Linked DNA regions of Rattus norvegicus: region 2 is linked to region 1. The links are chromatin contacts, called in public Hi-C maps. All regions are on one chromosome and are shown on one strand. The core of a region is the stretch at or near the end of the contact, and the rest is flanking DNA. Distances in the headings are between cores, read along the strand shown. Region 1 holds the start of Clasp1 (cytoplasmic linker associated protein 1). Region 2 overlaps Clasp1 (cytoplasmic linker associated protein 1).

What was found. Hi-C and Micro-C count contacts between places; a contact is called where the count stands out from the background.
Region 2: a Hi-C map of liver shows a contact between it and region 1, with 3 times the contacts expected there. The contact joins the enhancer-like site here to the promoter of Clasp1 in region 1. A contact is called at or near these places in 8 of 12 Hi-C or Micro-C datasets (the A7r5 cell line, Schwann cells, frontal cortex and 4 more) and 1 of 1 datasets of contacts at active chromatin or transcription factors (oligodendrocytes).

What each region holds. Positions count from the first base shown.
Region 1 is chr13:32,043,895-32,049,057 of GRCr8, forward strand. Clasp1 (cytoplasmic linker associated protein 1) reads left to right here and starts at 2,550. Exons shown (of 43, transcript NM_001427589.1): 1 at 2,550-2,640. It also overlaps the pseudogene Hsp90aa1-ps5.
Region 2 is chr13:32,105,074-32,110,236 of GRCr8, forward strand. All of the region lies in intron 2 of Clasp1 (cytoplasmic linker associated protein 1), which reads left to right. Among named protein-coding and RNA genes, the nearest start is that of Clasp1, 61 kb to the left of the region's middle. Within about 2 kb of position 2,383, at least 9 of the 93 cell types and tissues checked have an H3K27ac peak or open chromatin away from gene starts, as enhancers often do. A contact at or near this core is called in Schwann cells, hepatocytes and liver, where this site is marked.

The DNA.
Region 1 (5,163 bases), core at 1,300-3,799:
GGTTACAGAGTGGAGGAACAGGGCCTCACTTGCTAAGTAACTGCTCTAAAAGTGAGCTAACCTCCCTGAACCCCAAGAACCATTTTAAAAAGTGACTCACCCAGAAGTAAAAAAGCTAAATGTACTCTTCCTTTATACAAAGTATTTATGTGTAGGAACAGACCTACTGTACACAATGTAGGGTTGGTGAAGATCTTTTTCCATTTCGTATTCAGCCATTTTGTTCTTTTGACAGTATACTTTGCCTCACAGAAGCTTTTCAGTTTCATGAAGTCCCATGTATTAATTGTTGATCTTAGTCCCTGAGCTGTTGATATTCTGTCCAGGGGCTGTCTCTGGTTATACTGCCTGTGGATCCCTTTCTCCTAACTGGACTGCTTTCTCTAGCCTCAATAGAAGAAGATGCGCCTAGTCTTACTGCAACTTGATGTGCCAAGGCTGGTTGATATTCATGGGAAGCCTCCCCTTTTCTGAGAAGGGGAAGAAGGGTGGTTAGGTGGGAGGTAAGAGGGAGAAACTGAGGGGAGGGAAGGGAAATTGCACCTGAGTCCTTTAAAATAGCGGCCAGTGCTCTTAACCACTGAGCCATCTCTCCAGTCCCCACCGTACTGTTTTTATTGCTATTGCTCTGTAGTACAGTTTGAAGGAATTAAAGGCATACAGCAGCACCACCTGGCATGGTTTTGTTCGTTTGTTTGGTTTTTGGTTTTTGGTTTTTTTGGGGGAGAGATTTATTTTGTCTTTGATTTTTTAAATGTGTATATGTATTCGGGTGCCTGTGGAAGTCAGGATAAATTGTTGGATTCCTTGGAACCGAAGTTATAGGCGGTTGTGAGCTGATGGATGTGGGTGCCAGAGAAACTATGGCTATTTTAGAGAGACTAGATATTTTTGAAAGACTGGATATTTTAGAGGGGCTTGAGCTTTGAAAGGGATGTTGGATGTTTTAAAGAGAATAGACTTAAAAGTGCGTGCATTTAAAAAATTATTTATTTATTTATTTATTTATTTATTTATTTATTTATTTATTTATTTATGTGAGTACACTGTCACACCAGACACAACAGAAGAGGGCATCAGATCCCATCACAGATGGTTGTGAGTCACTATGTGGTTGTAATTGGGATGTAAAGTAAATAAAAAAAAAACTAAATCAATAAGGAAAAAACAGCAGCAAAACCATGGTAAACCAACGTGCATGCCTTTAATCTTAGCACTCAGGAGACAAAGGCAGGTGGATTTTTGAGTTTGAGGTCAGCCTTGTCTACAGAGTGAGTTCTAGAACAGGCAAAGATACAGTAAAACTCTCTCTTCAAAACAAAACATCCCCAAAACTAAACCAAAAAGCCTTCAAGCCATCATGACAATGAAAGTTTTGGTATCAGTTTGTTACTTCTCCTAAGTAAAGCAACGGTGATAAGCGTTTGCACACCATGCACAAGAGAGATTGATGCCCAGCAATGTCCACACTCTGAAACAAACCCATTCTATGTGCACATATTTTCTTTCAATATTCTTGTTCTCAGCGGTGACCTGTCAGTGCCCAGTTCTTAAGGCACTGTTCTTTTCTGAATATGGATGCTGTTAGGTATTTGTGAGTGCTTTCTGTAAATTATGTCAGTGAGTGCATTGGGGTAAACTTCAAACAGTTGTTATTCACCTCAGTGATGAAATAAACAAAGTTCTGTGTTACATATAGGCTGGAGGGAGGCCCATGCATTCACCAGTGTACAACTTCAACAAAAAAGTTTTCAAATCCAAATTGCTGGGAAGCACAGGAGCGTAGAAGGGCAAAACTGGACATCCTTAAACTCCTTGAGAGCAGCGCTGTAATTGCATAGCCCAAACACCTCACATATAATCTGAAGGCCACGCGGGAGGCAAGGCAACACTGTTGTTAAGGAACTTAGAAAAGAAACTGGCACAATTTCGCACGAATGGCAGTAGCCCCAACCTCGCGCCTTGGTTCACTAAAGCGCGAAGAACGTTTTAAAAGCTGTGCTTCCGGTAGCAGCACTCGTGCGCATGTTCAGAAAGACGAACCAGACACACTGCCAACTACGGGAAGTAGCGGGGGTCAATTTCTTTCACTGAAATCGCCCGGTAAATAGCGGGCACCCATAACCCAGAAGTGAAAGATTGTTCGATTCAAGTATCAAACAACCCGACAATCAAACTTCCGGCTGAAAGCTCTCGGACTTCTCTTTAGCTCTTTTATCACACAACTTTCTCCTAGTCTTGCTCCAGTTTTGCTTTCACTCCTCAAAAGCTCAAAATATTCCTTAAGTCCTCCTTAGTCACCTTTTTATCAAAGCACCTTTACACTACGGGTCGCCATTCGGGTCAAAGGCAATGGCAAAGGCGGCGGGAGCCGAAACTTCATGCAGGCGCCTTCTCTGGGCGTTACCATAGAGAGGAAGCCACCTCTCTAGGCTGAGATTAGTGTCTCTATGGTTTAGCCCGGCCGGTGGCGGTAAGGGAACACAGTGAGGCCTCACTGCGCCGGCGCAGTTGGTTTCTCACTTTTTTTTTTTTTTTTTTTTTTTTTAATCCCCGCACCAAGCGCTTAACCTCATTGGGGTGGAGGAGAAGGCGGTGGCTGTCCGGTCCGCCGCCGCAAGAGTAGTGAATAATAGAATTGTAAGTACCGGGTTTAAGACGAATAATGTTCAGACTGGAGTCCACTGGAGGGCCCTGCTCCTTTTCCGGGCGGTGGCGGGCGCAGGGTCCGGATGGGGACGGTGTCCAGTGCTGTCAGCCGCTCTGGGGTGCACTTTTGGGGGAGGGGGCGGCCTTGGGATGGGATCTGGGTGAGAACCCAGGACGCGCGGCCTCCGGGTTCAGTTCTGACTGTAGGCTGCTTTGCAGAGGGGAGGTGGGGCGGCTGTGGGGTCAAGCCTGGCTTTGTGTGACTGTCTCTTTCAGACCCCACCCCGGGGCCCCTTCCTGACCCGGAGTCTCCCCAAGCAGGCTTGGGAGACTCCAGAGCAGTCCTGGGATCTCTTTGAAAGGAACAGAGATTGCACTGAGCGGGAAGGGGCTCCAGGTGAGGAAACCTCACTACAACTAATCATCGGCGAGTGATGGGTGTGGAGAAAGATTCTGAGGGAAGAAGGGGTTGCCGGGGAGGCAGGCCGGGAGGCCGGTGCCCCCAGCCTGGGCCAGACAAAAGCGGAGCAGCCGGGGCCCAGCAGGGTGCGGAAGGTCCCCTTGGCCCCAGGAGGGCCCCCGCATCTAGGATCTTTGCAAAGCTGGGAAAAAGCGGACCAGCGCTGAGTTAAGCCTGTGCAGCCTCTTCAACTTGCCTTTGTTGTTCTTCGGTATTGGCAGAGCCGCTCTGACGAAGATGAGTGTGTGATCTTGCACGTTAGTCTGGTTGGATACAATGGAGCAGACTGAATCTTGCTTTCCATTTTATGAGTTGCTTGGATGAGTGTGGGGTTTTGTTTTTTCCTTTTTTCTTCTTCTTTTTATCTCATCTGTATTTACCTTTTAAAGCAGAATGTGACTGGGCACTATTATTTCCACATTCACAAGCCTTGCTGAGTTACAAGACCTAGGGAAACTTAGGGTTTTGTTCTCGGTACTTTGGAAAACAAGCCACTTGGGGAATCCTCCGTCAAGTTGTTTTAACTTGTGTTTACTTCTAAGACTAGTACATGCAGAATTAAGTACAGGGAATGAAAAAGAAATTTAAGATGAAACGTAAGCCATCTTAATTTGGTCTACTAAGGAATCCAGTTCAACAGCTAAACATTTCAGACCACATGGTTAACATTAACAGTAGGTTACATTATGTCTTACAGCAAACGTTCTAAAAAAACCCTTGAGTCAAACCTATAGTATCACAGTATCACATGTAGAGTTTTTAATCTTCCCCTTAGTTTGTAAGTGTTAGCAAAAATAAACAAAAATCATGGAAAATACATTATCAGAAGGAATGAAGGTAAGCATCAAACACATAGTTCTGGGGAAGCCTAGTCTACTTCTTCCATGCATGATGTGTCGTCATCTCCTTCCAGGGGTGGCATTTCTTCAGTTATAGCAGCACTGGTATCATCCACAGTAGGATCATCCTCTTCAGTACCTAGACCAAGCTTGATCATCCTGTAGATCTTGTTAACATGGGTCTGGGAAGCCGGAAGACCGGAGTGCAGTTTCATACAGCAAGATGGCCAGATCCTTCACAGACTTGTCATTTTGGTCAGCGTCTGCCTTTTGCCTTAAGGTTTCAATAATGGAGTGATCAGGGTTTATCTCCAGGTGTTTCTATAATGCCATGTAACCCATTGTTGTCTCTGAGGGCTTGAGCTTTCTTGATTCTCTCCATGTTTGCTGTCTTCCCATATGTGCTTGTGACAATACAGCATGGGGATGTCACCAATCAGTTACCTTTTCAACCTTTTTCTCCAAAATGTCGTGCAGAGGTTCTTAAATTTGTCTTTTTCTCTTCCTGTTCCTCTTCATCTTCTGGAAGTTCCAGTCCTTCTTTGGTAACTGACTGGTGTCAACTCCTCACAGTTATCTATGATAAAAACTTGGCAAGCATACAACTTGATGTTGTTTTTTTTTTTTTTTTTTTTCTTTCTGTTTTCAAACAGATCAAAAGGGGCGTGTCTTGGGACAAAAAGAAGGACCGGAATTCTAATTGTTCTTCAACAGAAAAATTTGGCTTTACCACCAAATGTTCTTCCCAATCATTGGTTAAACTCTTGTAGAACTCTCCATAGTCTTTATTCATAATGTCATTAGGACTTCTAGTCCAAATCAGTTTTGTTTTGTTGAGTTCTTCTTGATCAATGTACTTTTCCTTTATTGTCTTCTTTTTCTTCTTGTCACCATCCTTCTTCTCTTCTTCTTCATCAGAACCAACATCTTCTATTTCAGGCTTGTCATCAGACTCCTTTTCTTCTTTTTCTTTCTCTTTCTCTTTCTCTTTCTCTTTCTCTTTCTCTTTCTCTTTCTCTTTCTCTTTCTCTTTCTCTTTCTCTTCCTCTTCCTCTTTCTCTTTCTCTTCCTCTTTCTCTTTCTCTTTCTCTTCAGCCTCATCATCACTGACTTCCTTATCACTTCCTTCTCCACAAAGAGAGTAATGGGATAGCCAATAAACTGAGAATGTTTCTTCAAAATCTCTTTTATTCTCCTTTCCTCCAAGTACTCAGT
Region 2 (5,163 bases), core at 1,133-3,632, 61 kb after region 1:
TTCCCTTTGTATTTTATGGGTGTAAAACTATGCAAGTCTTACAAGCCCTCCTCTTCTAACATACTTTATAAGTTATGCAGAGGGAGGGAGGGAGGGAGGGAGGGAGGGAGGGAGGGAGGGAGGGAGAGAGAGAGAGAGAGAGAGAGAGAGAGAGAGAGAGAGAGAGCGAGCGCGCGCTTCCTGGCCATGTCCCCCGGGTTGTATGGTGCTCCAGAGTTACTCCTGTCCTTCCTTGGTACTCCTCCTTCCCTCTTCCCCCCCACCCCAACTCCTCCTTGAGCTCTCAAGTGAATAGAGAAGGATAATTATGCTAGCGATGCATTTACCCAGTTTATAAATTTTGCCTTTTGAGAGAGGTACCTTGATGGCTTAGGAAAGGAAAAGCAGCTGTTGTCTTCAGAACAGTGGATTAGGAGACTGGATGTGACTTGTACACATTTCTCCATGTTAACTATTATAGATGTTAAAGTATGGCAGGAACAGAGCCTGAGTCCAGAACCTTCTGCAGTCAGTGGCTCTGGAGCTGCACCTTGAAGGGAGGCGAGATTTGGCAGGAGAACGTGGACATTCCAGTGGCCCGGGCAAAGCCATGGCAGCTGCAATGGGCTGGGAAGGCCGTGGTCACATGCAGTGAAGCTTTGGGGTACTGCCCTTCCCTGATCCTGGGGAGGGCGGAAGGCAGGCTTTGTTTTGCTCAGGGTCAGATGAGTACTGGATTCAGAGTGCCCACCGAGGTGCTCAGGTACTTGTTCCATGAATGGAGGAAGCTGGCACAACAAAAGCAGCTAGACCCTCAGCAGTGGGTCAACGGTGCCAGGCCGTGCTGCACTTTCAGGCAGCTCATTTTCGTTCACTGTCAGTGGCTGGCTAGCTGCTATTGCATTTCCCTTTAGTACATGAAGATGTGGGGCACACTTGACACATGAAACTGGGCTATTTGGGTTCAGAACCCACAATTCTCTTTGAACTTTGCATCTTAGAAAGGTAGGTGGGCGCTGGATTTAAAGGACATGAGTGCCTCACTGCAGTGGGATTGAGTTGGTGGGGTTCTCCATAGGTTTTCAAGTAAGGAACTATATGGTGTCCAGCATGATATTTACCGGTGTACACTTGAGTGGGGTGAAGTATGTTTATCATCACCAGAATGACCATCGGCATTTAAAGCTAACCTGAGACCCAGCTTGTGCTCAGTAAGCTCCCTTACTCATGCCTTTGCTTGGGGGCTTTGGATTTGCTTGACCAAAGGAAGCCTTAACTATAGGTGTTAGGCCAGTAAGTGACGTGTCCTTAATTCTCTGTACTTGCTGTACCCAATAATAGCTTTACAGGAAAACAGGGAACCATGGGGACTTCCACCACATGCTTGTACTTTACACACTGGTTGGTCTGTCTATTTGGGATGTGTGTACATGCTCTCTCTCTCTCTCTCTCTCTCTCTCTCTCTCTCTCTCTCTCTCACACACACACACACACACACACACACACACACACACACACACACGGACATTGGAGAACAACTTGTGGGAGCTGGTTCTCTCCTTCTACTACATGGGTCCAAGGGATCAAACTTGGGTTGTCAGTTTGATGGCAAGGGTCTCTACCCATTGGCCATATTTTTTGTTTTTCTGAGACAGTCTCACAGCATAACCCAGGCTGGACTGGAAATGGCTGTGTGGTCCAAACCTCGAGTTGGGCCAGACTGTTGTGACATTTTATTTCAGGGACTTGAGTATGCATGTGTACTGATGTCCCGAAGCCAGTCTTATGGCTGCAGAAGCATGATTACATGGAGCAATGGAAAGCCTACAGTGCAAAATAATGGCGTTGTTCATGAAGTGGTGCCAAGAGTTAACAGTGAGAACTCATGTTATACACCAGCCATGTGATACATGACAGACCCAAGAGGTACCCGAGGCCACACCAGCAGCCCAATACTTACTGCCTGCCCATTCTCCTGTATATTGCAGCCTCCATGCCCCAGCCCCTGTGCTTAGGCTTCATTGGCTGGTCCTGTTAGAACTTTCTGGTGGCTTGGATTAAAGCAATGAAATGTAAGAAGGCTGCTGGAGGGCCATTAATAGGATTCGCAGCTGTCAATCTCAGAGGGGAGCCTGGGCCAAAACTTAGAGCCAGCCCCATTCCTCTCTTATTTCCAGCCTTCTTTGAGAGACCGCCTCACTGTGCTTTTTAAGCATTTTTTTTTTTTCAGATACCAGATTTTTGTTTAGTGGCTGACTTGGGACAGACAAATTGACCCAAACCGGGAAAGGACTTAGAAAAGGTTGTGGCCTCTTGTTCCTTGCACTGTATTCTGAGTCTCAGTGGTGCACTGGCATCTAAACTGGGCTTCAGATCTATTGGCCATGCCTGGTGATCTTTGTTTGAGTTACTAGTAATGGCCAGAGTTGCAGCATCCTGGTGAAAAAAGCCTGGGGCTCCCAGCACAGAGAGTCAGCTGTCTCTGCAGCCTCAGTGCCTTGGGCAGCCTTTCTCTGCCAAGGGAGGGTGAATGTGGAAGGTCACAGCAAGTGCAGGGAGAAAGCTTCAGGACAGAGCTTTGCCTGACTGTAGGTATGGAGGCAGCTTGTCTCACAGCTAGTTCAGAGACAGTTCATTTTGGTTTTGTTTTCAATGAAGCTGGGTGTATCTTTCAGGGGATGCAGGTGCCACAGAGGGTCATGACTGCCTTTGGGGTACTGGGGACAGGAAGAGGAAGAGTGGGCAGGCTGCGAGGGACTGAAGGACATGATCACAGCCACTGCTCACCCAGCCTCTGTAAGAGAGGCAAAGCTGCTTGGGTTCAAGGAGAACAGTAAGACATGGTTCAGCACCAAGTTCTGCCCAACGAGATTTTGTTCACTTTGCCCATGAAAGTCTTTCTGCATACTTCCTATTCTGGATGGCAGAACTCTCTTTTGGCCTTCAGAACTCCACATGTGGATGATAAATTCTTTCAGTGGGAGGAAACTCATGAGTACTCCTCACAGATGAATGTGAAGGAAAGAGGTGCCCACCTGCTGTTTCATGAACCACAGACTTCCTCTCATGCCTTCTCCACTTGTTAGGTCAGAAGACAACTTGCAAGAGTCAGCACTCTCTACTATGTGGGTCCTAGGGTTTGAACTCAGATTTTTCAGGCTTGGCAGCAAGTGCCTTTACTCCTTGAGCCATTTAGCCAGCCCGTTATACACTTTCCCCACTTGTGCATCACAATCTCTTGTGTACCTGTGTTCTCTTGCTTATCCTAAGTGTGCCTGTCTGACAGTGACTTACTGAAGGATATTTTAGGACATGGGACATCGGATTCTAACTGTGTCTTCCCTGACTTCTCCTCTGGAGTTGTGTGTAGGAAAGAGAAGTCATTTGCTGTCTAGCTTCTTGTGTCTTCCCTGTCTCCCCCAGTTCTCTAGGGTGTTTGCAGGGTGAGCTCAAGTGCTTCTATCGCTTTAATGGCTGTTAGGAAAGGTTGATAAAATTGTTTTCTAGGCTTCTTGTCTTTAACTTTGCAACTCTGGTTACAGGGTCACAGAGCTGGACTTTGGAGCCCTTCTCAAATATGGGAACAGGTGATAAAGCCGATGTTAAAATAGGGGAATGTCCAACGCCCCTTTGACTTTTAAAGTTGTGTGGCCTACAGGCTGTATGGTGTGTATTGCTGAGGACAGCAGTGAATATGGCCCAGCACGAAATCATAAAGTTATTTAAAGCATTATGAGCTCTCTCTCTCTCTCTCTCTCTCCCTCTCTCCCTCTCTCCCTCCTTCCCTCCCTCCCTCCGTGTGTGTGTGTGTGTGTGTGTGTGTGTGTGTGTGTGTGTGTGTGTATGTGTATTTTTCTCAAGCATGAACTTTGTAGATGATAATATTATCTTGTGATGTCAAAAGGTTGTTATTGCTTGGCCCTAAGACCTTTGGTAATCCTTCCAAAGTTCTAAGTTCAGGTGCAACAACTATGGAAATCAAGCCAGTATGCAGTCATAATAGGAGATTAATTGCTGGTACTGGACCAGGGGGAGTAAGTGACAGGGTCTTAGGCAGAATGCACTGTGTTTTCTAAAACAGCATTTATACAGAATAGATAAATGTTAATTTTTTTAAATTTGCTTTTCATCATTGTCTTAGGCTGCACAGTTATTTCATTTTGAGATAACTATGTAGGAGTGTACATGCCTATGTTGTGACTAAGTGTGGTTGCAGGTGAGGGCAGCCTTTGGGAGTCAGTTCTCTCTCCACCATGTGGGCCCTTGGTATTGAACTCAGGTTCTCAAACTTGACAGCAGTCCCTTTTCTTCTGAGGACCCTGTGTGCCAGTGAACTCACCTTTCATTATATCTCATTCTTTCTTTGCTTATTTCTCCTAAAGATGGTCTGGATTTTACATTTGAAATCATGACCACATGGGAGTAGCAAATAGAAAAGAAGCTGCCTCTAGACAGACGACCCCAAGAACACTGTGGGACAGTCACGTGTTAGCTTATGTGGTCTTGGTGATGGATGCAGATCAGGCCAGGGAGAAGGGAAGGCCAAGCCCTGAGGGGAGCTTCCATTAGAGAAGAACCACTTGTACTTGGACATGGAAGGGACTGGTTGGGTAGTTGGGAGGAGGGGCACTCTGGGAGAGTGGGGAGGGGACAGTGACATAGGGGACTTTAGTTTGGCCTAGGTTGAGACCACAGTGGGGTCTTAGAAAATTCTGCTCAGGTCTGACTCCATGGCTTAGCAACCAAAAGGTGCTTTCTTCTAAGTCTGATGACATGAGTTTGATTCCTAGAACTCGCATGGTGGAAGGAGAGAACCAACTCCTTGTAAGTTATCCTCTCATCTTCACACCTGCATGTGCCCCCTTCCAATAAATATATAAATGCAATAAAGTTTAAAGGACAACATTATGCTCATATTCTTAACATTTGAAAGGTAGGGGAGATGTGAATTGATCTAGAGCTACTTGGTTGCCAGGGAAAGGCACTAACGACTACAGAGACCGGTGACTCTTTTCAAATGCTGTAAGCATAAAGCCAAACAAAAGAGCATTTCCTGTCCACATTGCCACTGGCATTGAAAGAGAAGACTTAGAAACCAACTCTCGAATGAGCCACATCCCAGGGCTAAGCACAGTGTAAGTGAAATTGGCCTGCTGTATTTCTGTGCTTAGGTTGAGCCCCATA